Linked DNA regions of Oryctolagus cuniculus: region 2 is linked to region 1. Evidence: chromatin contacts called from public Micro-C data. All regions are on one chromosome and are shown on one strand. Each heading gives the region's core, a stretch centred on a gene start, on an enhancer-like site or on the middle of the called end of the contact. The rest is flanking DNA. Distances are from core to core; before and after follow the strand shown. Region 1 overlaps FGD2 (FYVE, RhoGEF and PH domain containing 2). Region 2 holds the start of C5H6orf89 (chromosome 5 C6orf89 homolog).

Region 1 (5,392 bases), core at 1,748-4,247:
CGTCTGCTGGTTCACTCCCCAGATGGCCGCAGCAGCCAGGGCTGGGCCAGGCTGAAGCCGGGAGCCAGGAGCCCCATGCAGGTCTCCCATGCGGGTGCCATGGCCCAAGCACTTGAGCCATCATTGCGCCTTCCCAGGCCGCAGCAGGGCTGGGAGGCAGGGCAGCCGGGATTCCAGCAGGCCTGTTCGAAGTGGGAGGCTGGCGTCACGGGTGGCCACCTCACCACCTGTGTCACAACGCTTGCTCCAGAAAGACCTTCTTGCCATCTGCTTGGACAGGTCCACGACGTCCTGGCGCGGCGTCCAGGGGCCGGGGCCGGGGGCAGCTGACATCCGACCAGGCCCATCTTGGCTCTTCCTCCCCCATCCCCCATCCTCATCACCCTGCCCCCAGCCTCCCAGGAGGGAGCTGCAGGCTGGAGCTGGGCCAGGACACCCCCTGCTCTGGCCCCTGGGAGACCCAGCAGGAGGGCACGGCCCCCACTGCTGACTGGGGTCGCCTGGGGTTAGATGCAGGCTGAGGGTGACAAAGGCCAATGGGAGGACACGGCCCAGCCCCCACGCCTGAGCTGAGGCCTCTCAGGAGTGTGGCCCCCACCAGGGGTAGCTGACTGTCCTGAAGTGGCCAGAAAGTCCCAGGGCCCAGGGCACATGCTGGCCTGTCTGCAGGGCCCCTGATGAGGGAGGCTGGGAAAGGCAGATGTAGGCAGAGGCACTGGGAAAGAGCCAGGGATGGACAGACAGGACAAACAGCAGAGCAGTGCACAGTGGTAAAGCGAGGGCCTCCAGGCGGCACATGCTTGGGGTGTGTTAAGGACGTGTGGGCCCCACGGGCACCTGGTTCCTGGCACCTGTCTGTCTCCCGTGGCTGCACAGCACCCTCTGCTGGATGGCACAGGTTTGGCAGGTGCAGAGCTGTCCACCCACGCAAGAACCATTTTCTGAATCTAAAGTTTGGAGGCAGGTTTGGTCTTTGACCACTGGCCCTGACCCCTCCACCCCACCCCACCCTCAGGCCTCCTCCTTCCTGGGTGCCAGGAGGGCCTGGTTTTCTGCTGCTGACTGTCACTGAGCTCAGAACTAGGCTGGGAAGAAGGAGAGAGTGTGGGCACACATACCCAGGAACTCCATGCACAGCTGTGCAGGTTGTGCACTGCACAAGGATATCTCATCTACGAGGTGCCATCTGCAGCAGCTGTAGAATACTGATACCTTCATAGGGAGCCTTGTCCGGCAGATGGCAGTCAAATCTCGTTTCCAGGGAATCTGAATATTATGCGTTTGCCAACAGATGTCAGTATAGGGTTTTGAGAAAGGGTCTTCTTTTCTAATTAGCACAAAGGCCCTGTGTGGAAGAGGAAGGGGCTGGACTGACCCAGACCTACCAGAGTGGCCGACACTGGGCGGGGCAGAGCTGGACGCGTGGTGGGGAGCCGGCGCCTCTCGTGGACCCTCGTGCAGGGGCTCCCCTAGTTCCTCCTTTTCCATCACAAGCACACCTGTCTCCCTATTTCTGGACTTGAGCCCTGGAGATTCCCACTTCTCTGCCCTCTCCCTGACCCAGGGAGTCCCGCCCTCCGCCCCACAGTCGAAGCCTGTTCTCTCCCGGCGGCGTGCGCCCCGGCAGCAGGCCTGGCCAGGAGAGCGGCATTCCCCACCCCTTCCCACCCTTCCCGGGCCTGGGCTCTGGCCCCGCTTTGCCCCCGGCCCACAGCTCACACACAGCTCCCCACACCCCCGCTTTGTACAGCACCGCGCCCTCGGGGCCGCCTTGACAGAGGCCTCCCCGCCACCAGGGGGCAGCAGAGAGGCTCAGGAGTCCGCGGGCTCCGCGGCAACCAAGCCCCGGCCCCAGCCCTCCCCGCAGGTGCTGGGAGGCTGTGTCTGCCCCGGGTTCCCTTCGAGGTCTCTGTGCACGCGGGGCCTGGGAAAGGTCTGGGCACAGGCCGCTGCGGGGGCGGTGGAAGTCCATGCTCTTCCGCCTGGGGGCTGCAGCCCTGAGTTGGGCGCTGTGTGACCCAGGCGGGCCTCTTGCCGTCTCTGAGCCTCCACTGCCTCCCGAGTGCTCTTAAGATTTTTTTCTTTTTTTGCTTTGTGTCACGGACACTTTAAGCCAAAAAAAGGCCCCAGTGAGTCCTCATACAGTCGTGGAGTTTTGAGATGGGGTTTCATTTCTGGTGAGCTCTGTGAGGCACCGTGTGCCACCTCCCCCGGTGCTACTGTTGAGTTCCGTGTACTCCAGGCGCGCCCAGCCACAGGTACCTGGTTCAGGAGGACCAGGAAGGGTGCTGTTGGCACAGCCAGCTGAGCCGCCACTTGTGACGCCGGCATCCCATCCGGGAGCCAGTTCAGTCCCTGCTGCTCCGCTTCCAATCCAGCTCCCAGCTAATGCGCCTGGGAGGCAGGGAGAGGGGGATGGAGCTCCTGGTCTAACCTCAGCCATTGCAGCCATCTGGGGAGTGAACCAGTGGATGGAAGACCTGTCTCTCTCTCTCTCTCTCTCTCTCTCTCTCTCTCTCTCTCTGTTGCTCTGCCTTTCAAATAAGTAAATCTTTACAAAACAAAAAGCAGGACCCGGGAGGCAGTGAACAGGCCAGGTGCAGCACGGAGCCCGAGCTCACGGCGGCCGTGACCTGCCCTGCAGGTGCGGGCGCTGATGGATCCCGAGTTCCCCCACTCCTTCCTGGTGTCCGGGAAGCAGCGCACCCTGGAGCTACAGGCGCGGTAAGGCCAGGGAGCGGCCCTGGAGAGGCGGGGGCCCGGGAGCGGCCTGCTGCTCCTCACCCGAGCTGCTTTTGCGCAGGTCCCAGGAGGAAATGATTTCCTGGCTACAGGTACGGGGAGGCCCCAGGGCCCCAGGGCTCCGCTCCTCACCCACTGGGGTTGAGGCAGCAGGAGGGTGGGTGCGTGGGTGCAGGGGCGTGGGCGTGTGCACTCTCATACCTGCGCGTGCCCGCAGGCTCCCGGCTCTTCCTAAGGAGTTGTTCTGTGCTGGGCCCCGGGGGCGGGGCAGCCTGGGACGGGCCACTTACCCTGGCTGAGCCCCGGTGTGCACACCTGTCGTCAGCCCACGCGGGCTCAGAACTCAGGCATGTCTGTTGAATGTGCCGACCCCGACGAGCAAAAACCTCTGCCGCCACCCACCCACTTCCCTCCCGCCCTTCCAGGCCTGCCAAGCAGCCATCGACCAAGTAGAAAAGCGCAATGAAACCTTCAAGGCGGCGGTGCAGGGGTCCGAAGGCGGCCTCCAGGAGCCGCAGGTGCACGGAGCCTGTCCCGCCCTCAGCACAGCCGGCTCCCTTTCCAGGCCAGCTCGCGGGGGCGGGAAGCAGCAGTCACCAGGGGTGTTGAAGGGACTGTGTGTGGGGAGGGGGTGAGGATGGGGGCAAAGCCTCCCCATGCCCAGAAGTTTCCTCGGGAGCCCCCCTGCGCAGCACCCCCGGGGGCAGCCTTGGGGCGTGAAAGTAGATGAGCCGCGGAAGACTCGGCGGCCTGGGTTCAGGTCCAGCTCTGACCTGTGCTTTGTGGGGGACTCTGCTGCGTCCCCTCACCTCTCCGCCCCGTTTCCTCCCCCTGTAAGATGGGGAGCCTCCCTCAGATCCCAGGGGAGACCCAGGGAGCCGGGCGCACAGGACCCCCGTGGCAGCAGATGGGCCTCGGAGGGCCGGCCACGCCCCGCTCAACCTGTGCTCACTCCACAGCTGCAGTCCGAGGAGCTGGGCCTCCGGGCGCCGCAGTGGGTCCGCGACAAGATGGTCACCATGTGCATGCGCTGCCGGGAGCCCTTCAACGCCCTCACGCGCCGGCGCCACCACTGCCGCGCGTGCGGCTACGTGAGTGCTCCCGCCGCGCCTGCTGCCCCCGCCCCGCCTACACCCATTCGCCTTGGCCTCCACCTGCCCCGCCCGGGCCTCAGCCCTCCCTCCTGGCTGGCCCATTGCGCCCTCACAGTACGCTCCCATTTCACAGACGGCGCCCCACCCCCCATGGCAGACCCTGTTCACCCACCTGCTCCTGTTGCCCCGTCCCCTGGGCTCCAGACCCTAGTTTAGGAAGGGGTGTCCAGTTCCTTCCAGGCCTTGGCCCTGCCACCCCCCATGGTCCTCTCTGGGCTAGCTGCCCCCTCCTGCGCTGGCGTGGCCTCAGCACGCTGGCTCCTGGTGGCCCTGTTGCTCACCCCCAACCCTTGCAGGTCTTGCTCTGCTCCTCAGGCACCTGCTGCACTTGGGCTGCTCTGCTGACACTGCCCGCCCCCTCCCCAATTTACTCTGCGATCAGCCCTTTGCAAGCTCAGTCATCAGTGAGGCAGCCTCCAGGGACCAGGCGGAGGCCAGGTGACAGGTTGGGGCCAGTCAGGGAGGTGTGGCTGCGAGTGGAGCTCAGACTCGGGCTGTACCTGCATTCAGGTGCGCGGGATGAGCTGCTTCCCATGCCAAGTGGAAAGCCTCCGGGAATTAGCGGCTGTTCCGGGCGATTCACGCCCGTAAAGAGTTGCATCAATGCACACTTGCTCCTGGAAGGTTACTTAAACCGGTGGATCAATACAAGAGGTGCAAAGGGTAAGACACCCTTGTGTCCCTCGAGGCTCATGTCAGAAGATACTCTGACGGCTAAATAAAATGCCCCCTTGCTGCAGAGTCCTAGGTGGGGGGAATGGCTCAGAAGCTACCAAGGTCATTCCCGAAGCCACCGAGGGACAGCTGATGTGGAGTGGTCCGTAGATAATAAGGTCGTGTCCATGATAAACTTCCCGCATGTGACCGTGACACTGTGGAGGGGCAGGAGACAGTCCTTGTCCTCAGGAGATGCCGGCGACATCTCCGGGGACGCGGCAGCAGGGTGACTGTCATTTGTACTCAGAAGATACGAGGAGCGGTCCACGAACTCACGGAAAATGCACACGATGATGACACTAGATGGACGCATTCCAACCATTTTTGCCCCACAATGATTTTATCTTTTAACTCCATTTTCCTACAAACTTTTTTGAAATAGCCATGTGTGTGTAGAGAGAGAAAGAGAGAGGGAGGGAGACAGAGAGAGAGAGAGAGAGATGGAGAGAGAGAAGGTGGCAGAATGTTAACATTTGGTGAGTTTGGGTGGGGGATCTCATTGCATTTTTTTTCAACTTGTCTCTAGAGTTGACATTTTCTAAGTGGAGGAGGAAATACACATTATAGTAAGCCACTTAGGATCTCAGCTCCCCCAGGCAGTGGTGCCCCCAACTGGGGCTGTGTGGGGCGCAGGGGCTTCCCTCGCTTTCCGTGGCTCCGGCGCCCAGCTTCTGTCCCTCGCGTGCCCAAGTGGGAATCTTCGCGAGGGTGGGGCAGGTACCGCACGAGGACGCCCCCTGCACCCGGCACCCCTTCTCTCGCTGCGTTTCCCGCCGCTC
Region 2 (6,212 bases), core at 2,438-4,937, 120 kb before region 1:
CACATCTTTCATTCCTTTTACTAGATCATCAAAGCCAGTTTTCCCTTGAATTTCCCACCTTATAATTTTTCCCCTTCCAATTTGCTCCCACCAGATGAACAAAAGTACTTCAAAAAGCTCATAAAAATACCAGCATTGTGGTGAAGTGAGTTAAGCCATAGCCTGTGATGCCAACATCCCAAATGGCTGCAACAGCCAGGGCTGGGCCAGGCCAAAGTCAGGAGCCAGGAGTTTCATTTGGGTTTCCCACATGGGTGCAGGGCTCCACGTACCTGGGCCATCTTGCACTGCTTTCCCAGGCACCTTAGTGGGGAGCTGGATCAGAAGTGGAGCAGCCGGGACTCAAGAACTGGTGCATGAGCTGTTGTGCCAGACTTTATGAACTTTCTGAAGAATCTGGTATGTGCTCTGATCATATCAGATTCCTGCTTAAAAGCCTTCAGTGGCTCCCCACTACCCATAGATTCAAGAACTAGCATTCAAGGCCTTCTTGGCTTTACCAAACTGACCTTTATAGATTTTTCTTTCTTTTTTTCATAAGTAGCCGTGGCCTTACCCAGATCCACATTCCAAGCTCCCTGATTGTGCTCATGGCTTCCCTCCTTGTGAATCCTCTCCCTCCTAGGCCTGTGCCAAAAATGCCCATTCCCAGTCTCTCTGATGTCTGAAAACCTACAGGCGACATCGAGGCTACTTCTCCCTAAACCCTGAGGACCTGCCAACCCCTAGGCACTAGGGGACAGAGATGTGTCACAGGAGCGCTTGCCCTGAAGAAGCCATCTGGAGGAGGCGGGCAGGAGAACTGCCATTCTGGGGAGTGCAGGGAGGGCTCCCAGCACTTCCTGAGCGCTGGCTGGAGTGTAGCAACCTTGGACGTCAGAACTTCGCTGCAGCGATCCAGAAAATAAATAGGAGTTAACCAGAAGCTGGGAGGAGTTTTTCTCCTTTGTAGATTTGGAGCCCTATAAAGAATTAGAAGAGTCAGAGAGCGTTTCCCAGGCTGTTCTGGAGCAGAGTGTAGAGAGGAGAGGGTGTGGGGAATCCCACAGGAGTCCCAAAGAGTTACAGAGCACCGCTAACCCAAAAAGAGACAGAAAAAGCAAAACAAAAATGGAGTTACTTAAGCTAAGCAAAACTAAAATGGAGTTACTTAAGCTAAGGTCACTTAAGCACCAGGAACTGCCTAGACCATCTGTCAGAACAGACACAGGTGGTGAGGCCTGAGAAGGACTGGGGGACATTACATGATAAGAAGAAGCCAACCGGGGCCGGCATTGTGGTGCAGAGGGTTAATGCCCTGGCCTGAAGCGCCGGCATCCCATATGGGCGCCGGTTCTGGTCCTGGCTGCTCCTCTCCAATCCAGCTCTCTGCTATGGCCTGGGAAAGCAGTAGACCATGGCCCAAATCCTTGGGCCCCTGCACCCGCGTGGGAGACTTGGAAGAAGCTCCTGGCTCCTGGCTTTGCATTGACGCAGTTCCGACCGTTGCGACCATCTAGGGAGTGAACCATCAGATGGAAGACCTCTCTCTCTGCCTCTCCTTCCCTCTCTGTGTAACTCTGACTTTCAAATAAATAAATAAATCTTAAAAAAAAAAAAAAAAAAAAAAAAGAAGAAGCAACCAGCTGGCTACTGCATTACTTTACCCTTACTACTGCACCATGATTGGCCACACCCACAAGATCCCTAAAACATCATTGGTCACACTCAGGCACCAACATCTGGCTGGTGACACCCCAAAGGATGAGCTTGTGATTGGTGACACACCAGGGCACCTTCACCACCCACTTACCCCAGTGGGGGGATAAAAAGGCAAGCCTCACCATGGCTCAGTGCAAGTGTAACTCTGCCTTTCAAATTAATAAATACATCTTTTTAAAATTTTTATTTGAGAGACAGAGAGACAGACAGAGTTCCCATCTACTGACTCCAAACACTCACAGCAGCCTAGGCTGGGCCATGGTGCAGCCAGGAGCCAGGAACTCAATCCAGGTCTCCCACATGGGTGGCAAGGACTCAACCATTTGAGCCATTACCTGCTGCCTCCCCAGGTTCATGACAGGAAGCAGGAAGCAGGAGTGGAACTCTAACTCTGACATGAGATGTGTGCACCCTATCTGGCATTTTAACTACCAGTCCACTCACCCCAAGAAGTTTCTCATTTTAATATAGTTCATGGTATTACATGGTAATTCTCTTACAGAACGTCTCAGTTCTGACTAGCCACATTTCAGTTGCTCAATAGTCACTCCCAGGGAGATGGTACTGGACAAAGCAGCTTTGAAATTTTTTCTCATTAAGGTTTACAATGGGGCCAATGCAGTGGTGTAGTGGGCTAAGCCGCTGCCTGAAGCATGGGCATTCCAAATGAGTGCTGGTTCAAGTCCCGGTTGCTCTACTTCCAATCCAGCTCCAAGCTAATGTGCCTGGGAAAACAGCAGAAGACAGCCTAAGTGCTTGGGCCCCCGCACCCACATGGGAGACCCAGATGAAGCTCCTGATTCCTGGCTTTGACCTGGCCCGGCCCTGGCTGTTGTGGCCATTTGGGGAGTGAACCAGCGGATGGAAGATTCTCTCTCTCTCTCTGTAACTCTGCCTTTCAAATAACTAAAATAAATCTTTTTAAAAAAGGTTTATAATGCACCTAGAATTTATTTTGGAGTATTGCGTAAGTAGGAAGCAGATTTCATTTTTTCTGTATATGGATATCCAGTTGACCCAGCACCATTTGTTGAAAGCATTACCCTTCCTTCGAATCTCTGTCATAGATCAAGTGTCCACATATGTTTGGCTCTGTTTTTGGTCTATTTATACCATTTTATTGATGCAAACACCCCTGCATCATTATCAAACTGCCTTTGTAGCTGTGGAATTATTACTCTGAACGCGTTTGTATTTTGTTTGCAATTTCTTGTAAACAGCAGTTAAAAGCTTTGGCACTACTGACATAGCAGGATAAGGAGAATGGCAGGGTTTGGGTAAAGCCACAGCCTGTGACACCAGCATCCCATTCGAGTCCCAGGTGCTCCACTTCTGATCCAGCTCCCTGCTAACGCACCTGGGAAAGTAGTGGGAAGATGGCCCAAGTCCTTGGGGCCCTGCACCCACGTGGGAGGCCCTGTTGGAGCTCCAGGCTCCTGGCTGCGAGGCCATTTGGGCAGTGAACCAGACTTTCGATCGTTTTCTCTCTCACTCTGCCTTTCATATATTTTAAGAGTCTGGGTTCATGTTCTGACCCCACCGCTCCTCATCTTTGACCCGCCTAGTGTGTATGAGGACTATTTATGTCGCAGGGTTGTTGAAGCGGTTTCACAAATGCCAAGCACACAGTAACGTCCGGCACAGAGTAAGTCCTCCATAATTAGCGGTCAAGTCTCAAGTTGAGTGATTTGTTTGCAGGCCGTTCTCTCAGACTAGGGGCGCCCAGAGGGGCGAGGCGGCTGCACATGTATGTATCCCCCCCATTCTCACCCCTTCATGCCTAACACACTCTGGCACGTAGCAGGGGGCTCGGTAAATGCTTGTGTGGAGCAGACGCCAGCAAGGCCTAACACGACGGAGGAAGAAGAGCCACGCCCCAGAGGGACGCCAGGGGGAGCCAGAACCCGCGTTCCCGCGCGCGTCGCGCCGCCGTTTTCGGCGGAAGCGCGGGGCTGGGGGGGCGGAGCTACCCTGGGGCGCGCGGCCTCGCCCTTGCGGTGGGAGTTGCTTCCGGGTTGCGGTCCCGGAAGCAGGAAGTGGTCGGCCCATCCTCCTCGCCCGGCGGCTGCTGTCCCCGAGGCGGGAGGAGCCCGAGGGGGCGCGGGCCCGCATGTGAGTGAGTGGGGCCCGAGACCGGGAGGGGGGAGGCCGGCCGGTGACAGCCTCGCTGCTGTGCCCGTCTGTGACATCCATCCTCGCGCCGCCCCTCCTCTCACCCTGGACTCCAGAGCTGGTGGCTTGTCGGAGCCTCTGGGGGTTTGTGGACTGACAGCATCCCCAGGCGGCGCCCTCGGGGTCGGCTCCCCCAGACCTCTCTGTCTTTGCTTGGCTCCGCCGGGGACGGCCGAACGCGGCCACAGCAGGGCCCAGCACGAGCCGTGTTGGTGAAGTCCAGCTTGCACTGTCCTTTGGATGGCTTCCTCTGTGTGTGTGTGTGTGTGTTTGTGTACACATACGTCGAAAGTAGATTCTCCGGCCCTCTGAAACCTCTTTTCGTAGTCATTGTCAAGGGGGAAGTCCTTTCTTTTCTTTTATCATGGTTCTGTTCTGTGATAAAGCCGACACCTCGGATCTCAGAAAGGAACATGACTTGTGGTGTCTTGACAGGAGTAGATGAGGCGTTTGTACAAGAAAATTCCCCTGTCCCGTGTGCTGTGGTCTTGCGAGATTATTAACCCTGAAGGTCGTGCATTTTCTGAGAGTCCGCATAGCCCTGGTATTCGAGAATATGTCTTTAAAAAAGCGTTAGGTCATCAGTCACCTTGTAATAGATACTGCTCCCGGATGCGTAATATTCTGACTTCTCTGATTGCTCGTTCGGTGGTTCTCATCGAATTTTCTGCAGAGGGCTCTCCCTTAATAAATTCGTTAATTTCCATTGGAGTTCTCACAGTCTCCCAGTGAAGGAATAATATGGCTCTTAAAGTAGCTAAATTCGACTTTGCTATAATGAAGTTTTGCATGGAGATTCGTGTGGCCCAGTGTGTGCCAGAAAGAGGCCCAGTTAGTCCTGTCAGGGCTTAAGGCCGGCCTTGAGTCCCTGTCCCCCCACAGGAGTTCTGTGACACCAAGAAGAAGATCCGAGTACTGATTCCTGCTCACCTAAACTCTCATCAGGCTGATGGCGTTAAAAAGCCTTGAAGTAAAGTGACTAAAGCCTATGTTACAGTCAGTGAGAGCACTTTAGATCCATTCCATAAATTTGTCCAACCTTAATCCAATTTAATATCAGATGAATTTACCTGTCTGCTAGCTTTTTGTTTTGTTATTTTCTCCCTTTATCTCTGCTTTAAAGAAACCCACAATTTAGTGTGGAAGGTAGGGACAGACATGTACTACAAAGGGGTAGAGTTGTATAAGGTTCAAAGGGAAAACTCGAGGTCAGAGTCTTCAAGAGTTCACTTTTTGGACAAAGCTTGGAGAGTTTGACTTTTTAGGCAGAGGAAAAGCTTTTGATTGTACAAAAGCAAAAAGCTGTGAAACAGAAAGGATTAATAGAAAATGAGACTGAACAGATAGGCAGTGACCAGAGCATTTAAGACTACGGTAAGTAATTTGGACTTTATCTTATAACAGTTAAGTATTTAATTTGTCTGGAAATTGGAACAGATGTTTTCTATAACGTTGTAGAATCCTGTTAAAATTTTGGAGTAGACATAATTATCCTGGTTTTATAAATAAACACGCCAAGGCTAATTGTAAGTAGTATCTCAGGGCCACAGAGTACTTAGAGAAATCTAGAATTTGCTTCCAGCTTTTTCTAGCTCCAGCGCCTGTGTTCTTTGCCGTATGCTGAACTGTACTCCAGCAGAGGATGGTGAGCCCTGGAAGGTTTCTAGCGTGAACCAGTAAGTGCTTCAGAAAAACAGCTTGTGGATAGCATAGAGTATGGACTAGAGACAAGAAGCGTAACCGTGTCTTTGGTGGCCCGTGGAGGGATGTTGAGGCCCTTGACTGCCTTTAATGTTGGCAGAGCTAGAGAGGCAACGATGGCTATGAGAATTCTCTAGAAGGTTGAATCATGAGGATTTAGGGACAGTTTCAGTGGTGGGAAAGAGACAGGAAGAAAAGAGGTTTTCCTGTTTGGAGGACTGGTGTTTCCATTAGGAAAATGAATGCAGTAGGGGGAATGGGTTGAAGGGAGAAACACTAAGTTCAGTTATAGACACATTAGGTATAGGGAACTATGGGAAATTTGGTCTGAGTGTGGGAGGTGGTTAAGTAGATGGGTCTTGAGCTCTGCGGTGAACTCTAGACTGGAGAAGACATTGGGGAGTCATTAACAGCTGCCGGGTAGAAGGGCAGAGGGAAGGGGGAAGGTCAAGGACAACTGCGGTGAATGCCAGCCTCTGGCAAGAGAGCAAGAGGACTGTGCCAAGGGTTGAGAGTTCTCGGGAGAGATAATGGGCGGCAGTGGCAGCTGCGGCACAGAGGTCAGATAAGGTCACAACTGAAGTTGTCCTTTGGGCTTGGTATTTAGAAAGTCATTGGTGACCTTAGAGCAGAAACGG

Evidence for each region. Hi-C and Micro-C count contacts between places; a contact is called where the count stands out from the background.
Region 2: a contact with region 1 is called in a Micro-C map of ear pinna, with 13 times the contacts expected there. The contact joins the promoter of C5H6orf89 here to the enhancer-like site in region 1. A contact is called at or near these places in 6 of 6 Hi-C or Micro-C datasets (ear pinna, embryonic fibroblasts, liver and 3 more).

The regions. Positions count from the first base shown.
Region 1 is chr5:132,608,311-132,613,702 of mOryCun1.1, reverse strand. It overlaps FGD2 (FYVE, RhoGEF and PH domain containing 2), which reads left to right. Exons shown (of 16, transcript XM_051854797.2): 10 at 2,645-2,724; 11 at 2,804-2,834; 12 at 3,168-3,260; 13 at 3,702-3,833. Among named protein-coding and RNA genes, the nearest start is that of FGD2, 15 kb to the left of the region's middle. Within about 2 kb of position 2,997, at least 1 of the 8 cell types and tissues checked has an H3K27ac peak or open chromatin away from gene starts, as enhancers often do.
Region 2 is chr5:132,729,160-132,735,371 of mOryCun1.1, reverse strand. C5H6orf89 (chromosome 5 C6orf89 homolog) reads left to right here and starts at 3,687. Exons shown (of 8, transcript XM_070074136.1): 1 at 3,687-3,813. The coding sequence starts at 3,812.